3 separate regions of the Mus musculus genome follow, and regions 1 and 3 are each linked to region 2. The links are chromatin contacts, called in public promoter capture Hi-C maps. All regions are on one chromosome and are shown on one strand. Each heading gives the region's core, a stretch centred on a gene start, on an enhancer-like site or on the middle of the called end of the contact. The rest is flanking DNA. Distances are from core to core; before and after follow the strand shown.

Region 1 (3,926 bases), core at 1,422-3,921, 3.7 Mb before region 2:
CTAAGCAGTTGAAACTTACTCCATTCCAGGCTCTCCCCAGCCCCTGCCCCAGGCAGCATCAGTTTTCCACTTTTGAAAAGGAGCAATGCAGGGGAAGCCACTGTATGGTCTTACACGTTTATAAACGTTCAGGAAGTCAGTTTCTAGTGTGGTCTGTACAAGCTTCTGGAAGGTGACCATATCTTTAGGCAGAACCTCAGACTCGTCTTTGGCTCTCCTCAAAGGTTAACAACTATTTATTCATCTAGTGTGGGGACAGTGGGATGCTTTTATGTATCTGAGCAGAGGAATGACAGGAAATGAGAAGGCTCCTTTGAAGACTGAAAAGCAAAGCCTTGGCCTGTGTACAGTGACAGGGAGTCAGGTGAGCCTTGGGCTCTGACTCATCCTAATAATAGGAAAGTAATTTTCTAGATGCTCCTTCTCAGAGATGGGAACCTTATGTTATTTATGTTTGCTGTTACTGTCTGAGAAAGGCCCCTAAGACACAATGTACATTCCAAAATATTAAATTGAAACCAGGCCTGGCAAGATGGCTCAGTGGATAGAGGTGCTTGGTACCAAGCCTGACAACCTGAGTTCAATCTTTGGAACCCAGTGGTGGCAGGAGAGAAGCAACTCCTAAGCCGGCATCCAGCCTTCACATGCCCTGGAATACAAACATAAGTAAATATTCCTAAGTTGTTATCCAGCCTTCACATGCCCTGGAATACAAACATAAGTAAATACTCCTTAAAAATAGTAAAAAATAATAACTAACTTGAAATCACTTAGTGATGGTTAAGACTTTTAAAAAAGATTTTATCATACATATACATATATATGTGTGTATATATACATGTATTACACTGTAGCTGTCTTCAGACACACACACTAGAAGATGGCATCAGATAGATACTTTTACAGCTGAGCCATCTCTCCAGCCCCAATGGATAGACTTTTTAAGAGCTAATGCTTTTAACAAAAGCTCCTGCCGCCTTCATTTTGCTCAAGAAGGAAGTTAACAACAAATGCTTGGTTTCTTGGGATTTGTTCTTTTCATAAATTTTATTTCCGACATGTGATATGTTTGTTTGTTTGTTTGTTTTTACTAAAGTTATACCTCTAGGTATGATGATTCTATCCAAAACTTTCAGAAGGCAGGAAACTTTCAGGGCAGTATGACTAATTATGCCATCAACTTAAGCAACAAAGCGAGCGCATTCCCACAAACACCTAACCCTAGATTTGCTTATCACTGAATAGAATCCATCTGACAACTGAGGTTGCTTTAGTTTAAAATATTTTTGAAGCTTATATTACAATGGATTTTCTATCTGATAACAAAGCCCTGGGCACTTGTCTATGTTATTATCCCATGTGCAGATTCCTGGAATAATTTAGCAAAATTATTCCATTTAGTCATTTGCTCATTTAGTTATAAAATGCATTATAACTAAAAGATCCATATTTAGCTAATAGTTCCTTTATTCTTTCTCAGTTTGAGTGCTTTCAGTAGAAACCATTACAGAAACTGAAACACTGGCGTTCACTAAAATGTCTGCTCCAAAAGCATGGGAGGTTTTTCTGTTTTTTAGTATACCGTGCTCCCAAGTCCATATTAATTATAAGTTGAAATTAACTTTGCAAAAAGACCAGAAAACTTTTATTTTCCTCAAGTAAAAATGAGTTGAATAAGATGAAGTATAATTTTATAAAAGACAGTGCTTTTGATTCACTGTTAAAAGTTTACGGGACAAAATACTCTGAAATATTGTGATTTATACAGCGCTTAGAGTAAAGACAAGCCATGTCGTCGAACCCATTCCTTAAAAGCTCTTTATGCCTACCCCTCTGCTACCCTAGAAAACATTAGCTTTATAAATTCATAAGTGGGACGAAAGTAAAAAGTCATTAACTTTTTATTCTAATAGTAAAATACATTTATTGTGTAAATTTGGAAATTACAAATAAAATGAAAATAAAGACTATCTGAAGTACCGAAAGGTAACAACACACTGTTGTGGTTTTTCTCCATCACGTTTAAATTTGTGTTCTCTGAATACTGAAGTACATACATACCCTCATACCCTGCAAATGCTGGTGAAATGGAATTTTTCCTCGACTGCTTTTTCATATTGTTGGACTGTATTTCACAACATCTTATTAGCAAGTTAGTTTGTGCTATAAGATTATGATACTTTATGTTTGGAGATGAACATTTTCCAATTTTTCTTCCTCTTCTTTCCCCATTTTCTATTATGTTGCAGTGGACACTCTTTGAAATTTTGTAGTTATGCTTTAAGGGAACATTTTTTAAAAGACTTTCTGGGTCAGGGGTTATCAGCTACCTGGGGTTTGATGCCTGCAACCCTGCCTGTTGTGGAGTGCCGCGGGGTGCCGGGCTCCTGGGCGCAGCTTTACCTGAAGGGTGCGGGGTGGGGACGCGGCGCCTCGGCCCCGGGCTGCGCGGTTCCCGCCCGTTGCTAACCGGCGTGTCTTTGTCTTTCTTCCCTGGGGTTCGCTGCGCCCGTGCGGGCCGAAGCCTGGCGAAGCCGTCGCCCCGCAGCGCCGCCATCCTGCGTCCGCCCGCGGGCGCCGTCACCACGCGCCAGGCCGCCTCCAGCTGCCGCGCCAAGCTCCGCGGCGCCGCCAGGGAGCGCCAGCACGCGGCGCGCGCCCTCGGCAGGTCAGCCGCCCCGTGACGCCGCCGCGCGCTCCCGCGGCCGCGCGCACCGCCGTACCTCGGGCGCCCAGGTCGTCTGCATCCACGGCCGCCTCGGCGTCGTCGTCGCTGGTCGGAGCGCCTCAGCTCGCCCCCCGCTGCTGCCGCAGCCTGCTCTGCCACGCGGGACGCCGGGCCACTCCTTGCTCCGTGCGATGCGTTTCTTCAGCCCGCCTGCAAAATCCCCGGCTTCTTTAAAAACCTCACCGCACATGATTCCGTTTCCCTATTTCTTGTAACTACTCTCTGTTCCCTTTCAGATTCTTTCCATTATTAGTTCTTCAAAGCCAGCATCGTTTTCTTCATTAAGCTCTCATCAAGCTCCACCTCCCACTCCCATCTGCCAGAAGATTCTAATGGTCCAAATTCATGATACAACCCAGAGTTGTATCATGCACATCTATAATTGAACTCAAGCGTCAGGCTTTCCCCTTCCTGTAACTTTATCGCCAATAGCCATTGCTCCCTGTGGAATTAGTCCTTGTTTCCAAGGACTCGTCATCCTAAACTCACCATCCTTAGAAACGGGATCCTCTCTAGAATATTGTCGCCGGTGACCACAGGACCGTGCCTTTCCATAGCTGCTCCGGGAAGGCTTGTTGGCTTAGCCCCTCTTTTTTTCCCAGGCCCTCTGTCCCAGGCTATACATGGATGTCTTACTTCTCTTGGGCTATTCCCAGTGACTGGTCACAGTTAAAGTCGTGATGGCCCAATCATGTGACATTCATGGTCCCTCAGTGAGCTATTGGGGACCCTTCAACTCCTGGCCACAGCTTCCTTAGAACTCCCGGCTTCAGTCTGTATCCCCTCTAGCCTTTCCTAGGTATGTCAGACCTGCGTTATGGCTTCTTCAAGATCTCTGCTCTCCTCTTGCTTTCTTTTGTCTTTCTCAGGTGTCCCCTCAACACAACTGCTGCACAGTGACCTTTGTCTTGGTGTCTGCTGCTAGGATCTGAACTGACACATCAGACATTCCAGTCTCTGACCACCACCTTCCTATCCTGAGTTGTTTGCTGACCTCATTTTTCTACTGTTGAGTAGGCCATGTCTTGGCTCTATTTCCTTGACTAGCCCAGATTCTACAGTCTATTATCGTAATCATGCCTCGAAATGCAAATTCTCTCAGCACTCTCAAACCTCAGTTTCTTCGAAATTATTTTTCTAGCAAAAAAATATCCAACCCTGGGTATAGGTAACTTCTGTCTTGCTCTAGCCAGACTGT
Region 2 (4,343 bases), core at 1,250-3,749:
TTATACGTTATATATTCTGTTTTATTTAATATTGTATACTACAAGCAAGGAAGCTCTTAGACCCCAAAGCTATGTTCACTATGACATTTTGAGGTAGTGGGGGAGAATATGATTACACTATTTACCCAGGCTTTCAAAACATGTGGATTAGTATGAGAATTCCACCCTGTACCATTGTAAAAGCTTATATATAATTTTAGGAAGAATTAGGGAGGTTCTGATGTTTCTTAGCCCCAGTGGTTAACCCAGATCATCTTCATTTCCCTGTCACCTCTGAAAGCAGGCACCACACTGTTTTGTTACCCCATTGTACTGCTCTTTAAATGTCTTGACCAGTGCTGTTAGTAAACATAACATTTTTGTTATTGTTTCTTTCTTTTTTTTCCTTAGTGGAAAATTTCCAAAGAAGTAGGCTTGGCTAGAGTGAAAGGTGGGAGAATGCAGTTTAGTCAGAGCGATCTGACAGTTGAAGGTTTTTCATTTATCCACGAGATGCTCTGGTTAAGTGATTTTGGCCTTGAAACTGTCCAGGGAACAGGACTCTGTTCTGATGAGAAGGCTAGGCTGATCTCATGTCAGGCTTCAGAGTGGCAGTTAAGGAGACTAGGCCTAAATCTTTGTTTCCAAGAACTGGGCAATTCCAAGCAAGTCCAGGCCTCAGAAACTGTCCTGCCACCTGGCCTGAGGCAAGGACAATGAGGTCAGCAGCAGTTCCCAGACCTCCTCAGCTACTTCCTCAGCAACAGCTTCCAGCCCCCAAGATAGTAAAGGAATGTCCCTAGAGATGGAGTAAGATAAGGGTCATCTACCCCAGAATGCCCTAATGTGCTTTAAATCAGGCCTGTGAGTACACTTGCTTGTCTCTCTATCTTGGTAATGGGCGATTCCAACATGCTGGACTTCTGCAGAATAAAACACCTTGTGCTTATATACTATTAGAGTCTGGAGTATCATTCTTCAGTGAAGCATGGATGCTTACACTGACTGTTCCTTCAGGATGCAGCATCCTTTAGCTGGTTCTGTGTAACAACAGTTCTTTACTCGGTCTCACATTTCCACATAAATACCACCCTCTCAGAGACAGGCTGTGCCCTGCTCATTCCTTTTGAAAATGGTCACACTGGACAATTTTACTCATTAATTTTGTTGAACCTCTTTCTGAACAAATGGTATGAGAGAAAATCTCCAAGTGGTTAACTTAATGACTCAAACAGGCCTAGTTAGGTTTTGGAGAGGGGTGTAAACTGTCTGGTTTGGCATTGTTATCACTTCTGGTACAAGCCAGGAATGATAAGTTATGTCCCTTCGGGCAAATGTCCTCACCATTACCTGGGCACCAAGACACTCTCTTTCAGTTGTTTCTCCTAGTTTTGTTTGTTTGTTTGTTTTTGTTGTTGTTTTGTTTTCCTCTGTTGAATCAGAACCCTGGATTTCATTAACTACCTAATTTTGTTAAGATGGAACCTCTCACGATAAAGCCTCTAACCACTGAGAAGCAGAACCACAGGCTCCAGCTCAGGTTGGAGGTTAGAGGGCCTGAAGAGCAAATTCTGTAAGATGTAGTAGGTCGAGAGCTTGGCTCTAGTTCTCCTGCCTCAAACTCCTCTCTGGCATTTTCAAACTTTCCTAAAATCCGCCTTTCCTAGAACTGGGACATTTACTCCTCTGGGTCGGCCATACAGTGCACTTCTACCACCTGCGAACCCAGAACATTCTATTCTTGCAATGTTTGTTAATGCATTCCTAGATCCCCTTCTGATATCACAGATGCCACGGGATGTGTCCCTTTATAGCGAATTCTACTGTCTCTAGCTTAGAATACCACTAGCAAGCTTTCATTCAGTGTGGCCCTCTACAACAGGTTGGTTCAGAAATCTACTTATTTTTGTACCGCATGGAAGCAATCCGTTTTGTAGTACCTCATAGCCTGGATCAGTCAAGTCTGTCTACTCTCGATGTCTTTAGCAAATACTGCCATGCAGACGCTTGAATCCAAAGTTACAAAGAACACATGCATCTTTTATAAAGCCATGATTCCACATTCTAGAACACACTCAACAATGACAGATGTTCTTGGGATCTGGAGGGACAGAGAACAGGGACTATGACCTCATAAACACCCACTGGAACAAAGACTACGACTTCATAACCTTTCATTCATCAGTCTCCTCAAGAGAAAACGGATGCATCAGATGGTTAATTCCACTTTATAATTTCCACTTATGAGTATGCATTCACACACGTGGAGGGAAAGCATTCTTCATGGTGCTCAGGCCTGCTTCCACCCTCATTTCCATAACCTGAGGAAGTCCGGGTAAAATAGCAGTCGAAGGCTGAGCAAAATCAAAGTCCCTGCAGTGACTACGTTGCAAGTTTTTCCGTAGCGTAGCGCTTTTCTTAACCTTTAGTACTCAGAGACGTCAGTCGGTCTCTACTACACCAAAGCCCTGCGTGGAGCCGCTTGTGTGAGCTGCGCAGGCGCAAATCTACCTCTCCTAGGTGGGCGGGAGCTGCCCCTACCCAGCCCGAGCGGTTGGAGCCAAGAGTGTTCTTAGGTGACTCAGGGGCAGCATCGACGCTCGATTGAGCGGGCTTGGGAAAGGTTCCCAGAGGGCTGTGCGCTGGAGGCGCTGGACGCTGTCATGGCGGGCTTGCTGAAAAAGGTGAGCGTGTGGAGGTCACCGTGATGCTGCGAATGGGGACCGTAGGCAGCCGCGTCTCCCTCATCGGTGGGCAGAGACGCTAAGAGGAGGGGTTGGGGGAGTGTTCCGCTGTCCTGGCAGGGGGCGACAGGGTGCGTAGTTGTGTCGGGAGGGTCGGCTAACCAGGGGATTACGGTAAACATCACGGTCCTGTTTTGTCTCTGCACAGACAACTGGCCTGGTGGGGTTGGCGGTGTGCGACACTCCACACGAGGTAAGTGCGACTTTTTGTGTCGTCCTTCTCAAGCAAGACTGTGATCGACCGAACTTGCCCTTGCAAGATTAACGAGACCCCCGTGAGCTCTGGCCTCCGGGGCAGCGCTGAGCTTCGCTGACCCCGTGGCATCCTTTTTGCAATGCCTCCTTTTGCCTTCGCCGTGACCTCTTAATTAAGACGCGTTTCTTCACGGCATTCTCTTAGCGTCAGTGGTGTGGAGTATTCTCAGCTCCCTTCAGAGTCGCATTTTCATTTTCCATCCTTTCCCTACCGACATTTCTGCCTTGCCTTTCGCACACTGGCTGACCCTGTCGTCCTCATGGTTGCCTCCTTCGGTATCCATTGGGGAAACATAAACAACAACCAAGACCAAACAAACCTAAACAAAACCACTGTGATTTATCCCCCCTTTCAGCAATTGCACCATTTCTTTCCTTCCCGTCTACACACATAACTCGAAAGCGTTGTCAGTGCTCACTGTCTCTTACTCCTTGAGTACACTTAAGCGAGGCCCAAACTTTTTTTTTTTAAGGAGTTACCAGTGATGCTAAATTTGCTAGTCAGTTCACATTTCTCGTAATTGTACCGAAAGTGGCATTGAAAATATCCTTACGTTTATTTATTTGTGTGCATGCCAGTGTTTGTCCGTCAGAAAACAACTTTCTGAAGTTGGCTCTCTCCTTGCACCTTGTAGATCCTGGGGATCTTTCAGGTCACGGGGCTGTTGGCAGGCACCTTTGCCCTCTGTGCCCTCACATTGACCCAAGTGAAGCATTTTTGACACTCTTGATAATCTGCATTAAGTACTTTGTTTACTGGATGTCAGAGCTTCGAAGTTTCTTAGTTTGGGATTTTTGTTTGTTTGTTTTATTGTTTATTGTTTCTTTCCCCCTAATTATTTGCCTTTTCCAGTTGTTCCTTCATTTCCCCATGTTGTAGTATTGAAGACCTAGCTCTTAGACAGGTTTTAGGTTTAGGTTGGCTCTCATGGGGTACAGACAACAGTTAACGTTTATATTTCCATATCAAGTACTGACCTTTTATAGTCATGTGTGTGTATGTATGTATTACACACATGCTCTTAGTTGACATCTTCACTTGTGTCAGGCAGCTAGGTAAGGGTTAGCATAGCCAGCTGGGATGTCTCATTTGAAATGGTCCTGGATTGCTTGCATGACCCCACACCTCACTTGCCACTAAGAAAATCCTCTGGGTTGACCCCTGGGTTATGCAGCCTCTGTTCACATCTCATCACCTCCTTGGCTGCTGCCATTTTTTCTGCCACCATCCTTATCCCTGTGACAATTACATTTCTCTTGTAACTGCTTTTCCCTGCTTTCTTTCAGCTGGTTTGCAAGTGCTAAAACATGTTGGGTATGCAAATCTTTCTTTAAAACCCTCCCGTGGCTTTCTATTTTAGGGGT
Region 3 (4,003 bases), core at 626-3,125, 3.7 Mb before region 2:
TTTTAATTTTATTTACAGAACACTTAAAGATAAATTATAGATTAATAAAAACTCTTTTTATTAAAATCACATATGCTTCATTCAGACAAAAGCACATATAATTCCAAGTACAGCATCTCTCACATTTCAAAAATATATCTTTTTGGTTTAAGCATATTCCACATAGTTAATATTACACATGATAGTTTTGTTGGTTGGATAGGTTAAAGGTCCATGTTGTATGTCTTCTTCAATTGCTCAATTTACTTTTTGAGACAGGGGCTCTCACTGAGCCTGGACCTAATCCGTTTGGTTGTGCCAGCTGGCTGGCAAGCCTCAGGGATTCTTCTCTCTTGGTCTCCCTAGCACTGGAATTGCAGGTGAACGTTCACCTCCAACGTTTTTGTACCATGTGTTCTGGGATCACACTCAGGTTTTCTTGACCAGACTTAACTGACAATGTCATCTTTCCAACCCCCAAATATGATTTCTATTGGCTGCATAATACCACCACATAGAAGTGGCCATTTATAGCATATTGACCTATAATCTGCATTTGCTTCATGTGGGTAGTGATTCTTGACAATGGAACAGAAAATGAGATCATAATATAATATCCTATGTAGCTGCAGAACATTTATTCTATTCTGCTCCAACCGTACAAGACGTATGCAAGTATTCCATTCAACAGTCCTATAGTAACAACTGCATTTGCTTACAAACTTCCTTTGGAATTTTGAAAATTGATTTTGGTGATTTTTCTCTTCACAAACACAGAGCCTAGTGTGGTGTCAGCCTGTAACCCCAGCTTTGAAAAAGAAAGTGCATAGTGGCAGGAGGAGAATCCTGATTTCAGGGTCATCCTGGGCTACTCAGCTAGTTCCAGGCAAGCCTGAGCTACACAGCAAGACCATCTCAAAACAACAAAAAACAAAAAACCCAAAATACAAACACATAGTGCCTTCCTTCCTAAACTTTTCTTTTTTCAGAAGCTCCAAAACTGGAACTTGAAAACTGGAAGTTAGTTAATTGTGGTTTTCATTCATCCTGAGAAGATAAAAAAGGTCAAATGGGAGCTCTCACAAAACCCTGACCAATAGCTGACACCTATTCGAGTGAAGTTAGCAAGGGCAAGAATTCCATCTCAGAGTTGGGAAGAAGGTGGCGGCAGCAGCTACTGGATATGAAAAGCAGCTCAAGGTTTGTAGATTTGACAGAAGATGGCCATCTTCGATCTGATCTTCGGGGATTTTCCAAGCAGGATGCTGGTGCCCAAGAGGGAAAGTGCGTGTTAGCCATGTGACCCAACTTCACTTCCAGGTTTGCACCCTCAGAACGTTGCCAATCGCGTTCTTTCCCAGAGCCCGACTTAGACTCTCCTGTCCCAAGTTCCAGGAGGTACACTTGGACAACAGCTGGCGAGCCAGCACCTGACAGCTCTCCCGATCCAGTCCACTTCGGGCTCCCAGTCCCTCCTTTTCTCCTCCGCTTCCCCAACTCTGCCTGGGTCGGATCCGCCGAAGCGCAGCAGCGCGAGCAACAGTTTGGTGCCCGAGCGAGCGGCGCGTGCCCGGGGAGGGGAAGACGCGCCCGCGGTTCTGGTTCTCACACCTCCGGGCGCACGCAGCCTCCGGCCGTCGCTCCGCAGCCGCCGGCGGGAGGACGCACGGGCGCGCGCCGGCGAGGCCCGCCAGCTACCCGGCCGCCCTCGGCGCCCGCCAACCCCGCAGTCTACCCTCCTCCGCCCGAGGCCGGCCCCGCGCGTCGCCTCCCCACCGGGGCTGCCCGCCCAGCGCATGCGCGCCGCGCTGCCGGGCGTGCCGGCCACACTCCCCCCACCCACTCCGTGAGCTTGTCACTTCCTGCCCTCGCCCCATCTCCGTCCGGGGTCAGTCAGTCGCTCCCTGTCGCAGCCGGAGACTTCTCTGCTTCCCCCTTCCTACCCTCTCTGCACGGCGGTCGCTCGGGCTGTCCGGGGAAGGGGCGGCCACGAGAGAACGGGACTGACTTCCATAAAGTTTCCCGAAGCATCTGCTACCCGCAAGGCCCCAGGTGGGGGACCCGCGCGGCTCCCCGCCCCTCTCCAAAGCCCGGGGGACCGTTGCAGGTGGAGCGGCGCGGCGCTGAGGGGAGCCGGGCTCGGCGCGGCCGTTGCCCTGGCGAGGGGCGCCTCAGTCCTGCCTGCTCCGGTTCCAGCTCCTTCGGCTGCTGCGCCCGGCGGTTCGTCCTGTCAACTGCCTGCGCCCGCGCGCCGCCAGCTCGCCGGCCCGGAGCGCGGAGGGCTGCCGTGAGCCGCCGCCACCGCCACAGCCGCCACCGCAGCCGCGGCCCGAGGACGTGGTGAGCTGTGGCGCTTCCGCGTCGGCGCCGCCGGGGACTCTTTGGGAGCGCGCCGGGGCCGAAGCCCGCTCGGCTTCACGCGCTGCGCCGGGGCTGCGCCAGGTGGGGCCCTCGGCCGCGTCGTGCGCCCGGCTGGTGCCGCGGCCCGCCCGCCCGCTGGCCGGCCGGCCGCTCCGGGAGTTGAGTAAGTTGGGCGCACTTGGCGGCGCGGACCGGACCCGACCTGCGCCGGGGAGACCCCCCGACGCACGTGCGTGGCCGGAGGGCGCGCGAGCCGCTCCTCAGCCGCGCAGGGGCCCCGTCGCGTCCCGCGTCCCGCGCCCGGCTCTCCGCGCGCCCGCCCGCTCGCTCGCTCGCTCGTCCGCCCAGCACGGCGAGGCCGCAGCCGCCTGCGCAGCCCGCCAGGCCTTCGCCGTGCGCTGCGCTGCCCTGCGCGCCGGACGCTGCGTTTCCGGGTAGGGCGGTGAACCTGTGCGGGGACGTGGGGCCGGAGGCCGGGCGAGCGGCGGTTTCTTTTCCGAGCGGAAGGTGCGGGCCCGGGGTGAGGGCAGAGAGCGCATGGTGGGATGGTCTGTGGAAATTGCAGCCACAGCCTCCATAGAAGTTCAGGGATAGTGATGGGTTTGTGCTTCTCTGTCCACAGCCAAGCCGCAATGAAGAGCTTCTCACAGTGAAAGGAAAATAGGTCGCACCCGTTAAAAATGCCTTTGAGGGACAAATACTGTCAAACGGACCACCATCATCACGGATGCTGCGAACCAGGTAAGTCCGTTTTTTTCTCCCCAGTGTCTTTGCTCTCCTTCACCAGAGCTACTCGGCTTTCTGCGTTGTCTCTAAGAAGTCTTTCCTAAGTAACTCGGTTTCTCCTGCGTAAAACTACTCGCGTAATGCCAAAAGCCTGTACAAACTGGAGATCTCCATTGCTTGAGCCCCCAGAGAAAGTGCCACAAGTGTCACCGTCAATCATTTCCACAAGGTCGGGCAGCTCCTTTCCCTTCTTTTTCAAGGCAGCTTCGTTATTGGTTCACTCCATGCTCTGAATGTTTAAAATGGAAGAAGAAGGTAAAGATGAGATAGGTGATTACTACCATTCAGCTTCTTGAAAATTTCTTATTGTTAAAATAACTTTCCCTTGAAGTGTTTTAATCCATAGTATAAAGTTTACCACTCCCACAAACAAACAAACAAACAAAGCCAAAAGTTTAATTTGGGTCAAGAAGGTTGATTGAACCTGTAGGGACAAGTGGACTTTTTGAATTTAAAAAACATCTTAAATGTTTCGGATAGAATTTATTGTATTGTATTGCTTAGAATATATAGAGTATTTAAGGTATTTTATTATGTTGAGCAGATTCTGTTTAATTTATGATATTAAAACTTTTTTGAGTCTCATAAAGAATTTATTAGTGAGTTTTAATTTAACAGGCATTGTAAACTGTTGAGGGCCTTATCTTAAAAGGACTCACAGTGTCAACTACGAATAAAGGTCTTTCTATTCTAATTCAAAGACATGCGTTTATCAGTTTTTACTTTTAAGTTACCAGGGTTGGTAACTTCCCCCGCCTACTTTGGATTGCTTTTAATTGAAATATTTTAATTATGCTCATGTATTTAGATTTTTTTAGCAGAGTATTTGAAGCTACTTTTTTTGAGTAAGAGAAACGTGGTAACAGTAAAGGGGACA

Evidence for each region. Promoter capture Hi-C pulls out the DNA fragments that hold promoters and counts their contacts.
Region 1: a promoter capture Hi-C map of pre-B cells shows a contact between it and region 2. The contact joins the promoter of 6530409C15Rik here to the promoter of Ndufa5 in region 2. A contact is called at or near these places in 2 of 39 promoter capture datasets (cranial neural crest and pre-B cells).
Region 3: a promoter capture Hi-C map of pre-B cells shows a contact between it and region 2. The contact joins the promoter of Zfp800 here to the promoter of Ndufa5 in region 2. A contact is called at or near these places in 2 of 39 promoter capture datasets (hematopoietic stem and progenitor cells and pre-B cells).

What each region holds. Positions count from the first base shown.
Region 1 is chr6:28,214,244-28,218,169 of GRCm38.p6, reverse strand. It overlaps 6530409C15Rik (RIKEN cDNA 6530409C15 gene), which reads right to left and starts at 2,671. Exons shown (of 4, transcript NR_165173.1): 1 at 2,404-2,671; 2 at 575-649. It also overlaps a transcript of Zfp800 not described here.
Region 2 is chr6:24,525,846-24,530,188 of GRCm38.p6, reverse strand. Ndufa5 (NADH:ubiquinone oxidoreductase subunit A5) reads left to right here and starts at 2,499. Exons shown (of 5, transcript NM_026614.3): 1 at 2,499-2,663; 2 at 2,872-2,916. The coding sequence starts at 2,643. It overlaps Asb15 (ankyrin repeat and SOCS box-containing 15), which reads right to left and starts at 2,045. Exons shown (of 10, transcript NM_080847.3): 1 at 1,920-2,045.
Region 3 is chr6:28,259,796-28,263,798 of GRCm38.p6, reverse strand. Zfp800 (zinc finger protein 800) reads left to right here and starts at 1,875. Exons shown (of 6, transcript NM_001081678.2): 1 at 1,875-2,319; 2 at 2,963-3,081. The coding sequence starts at 3,021.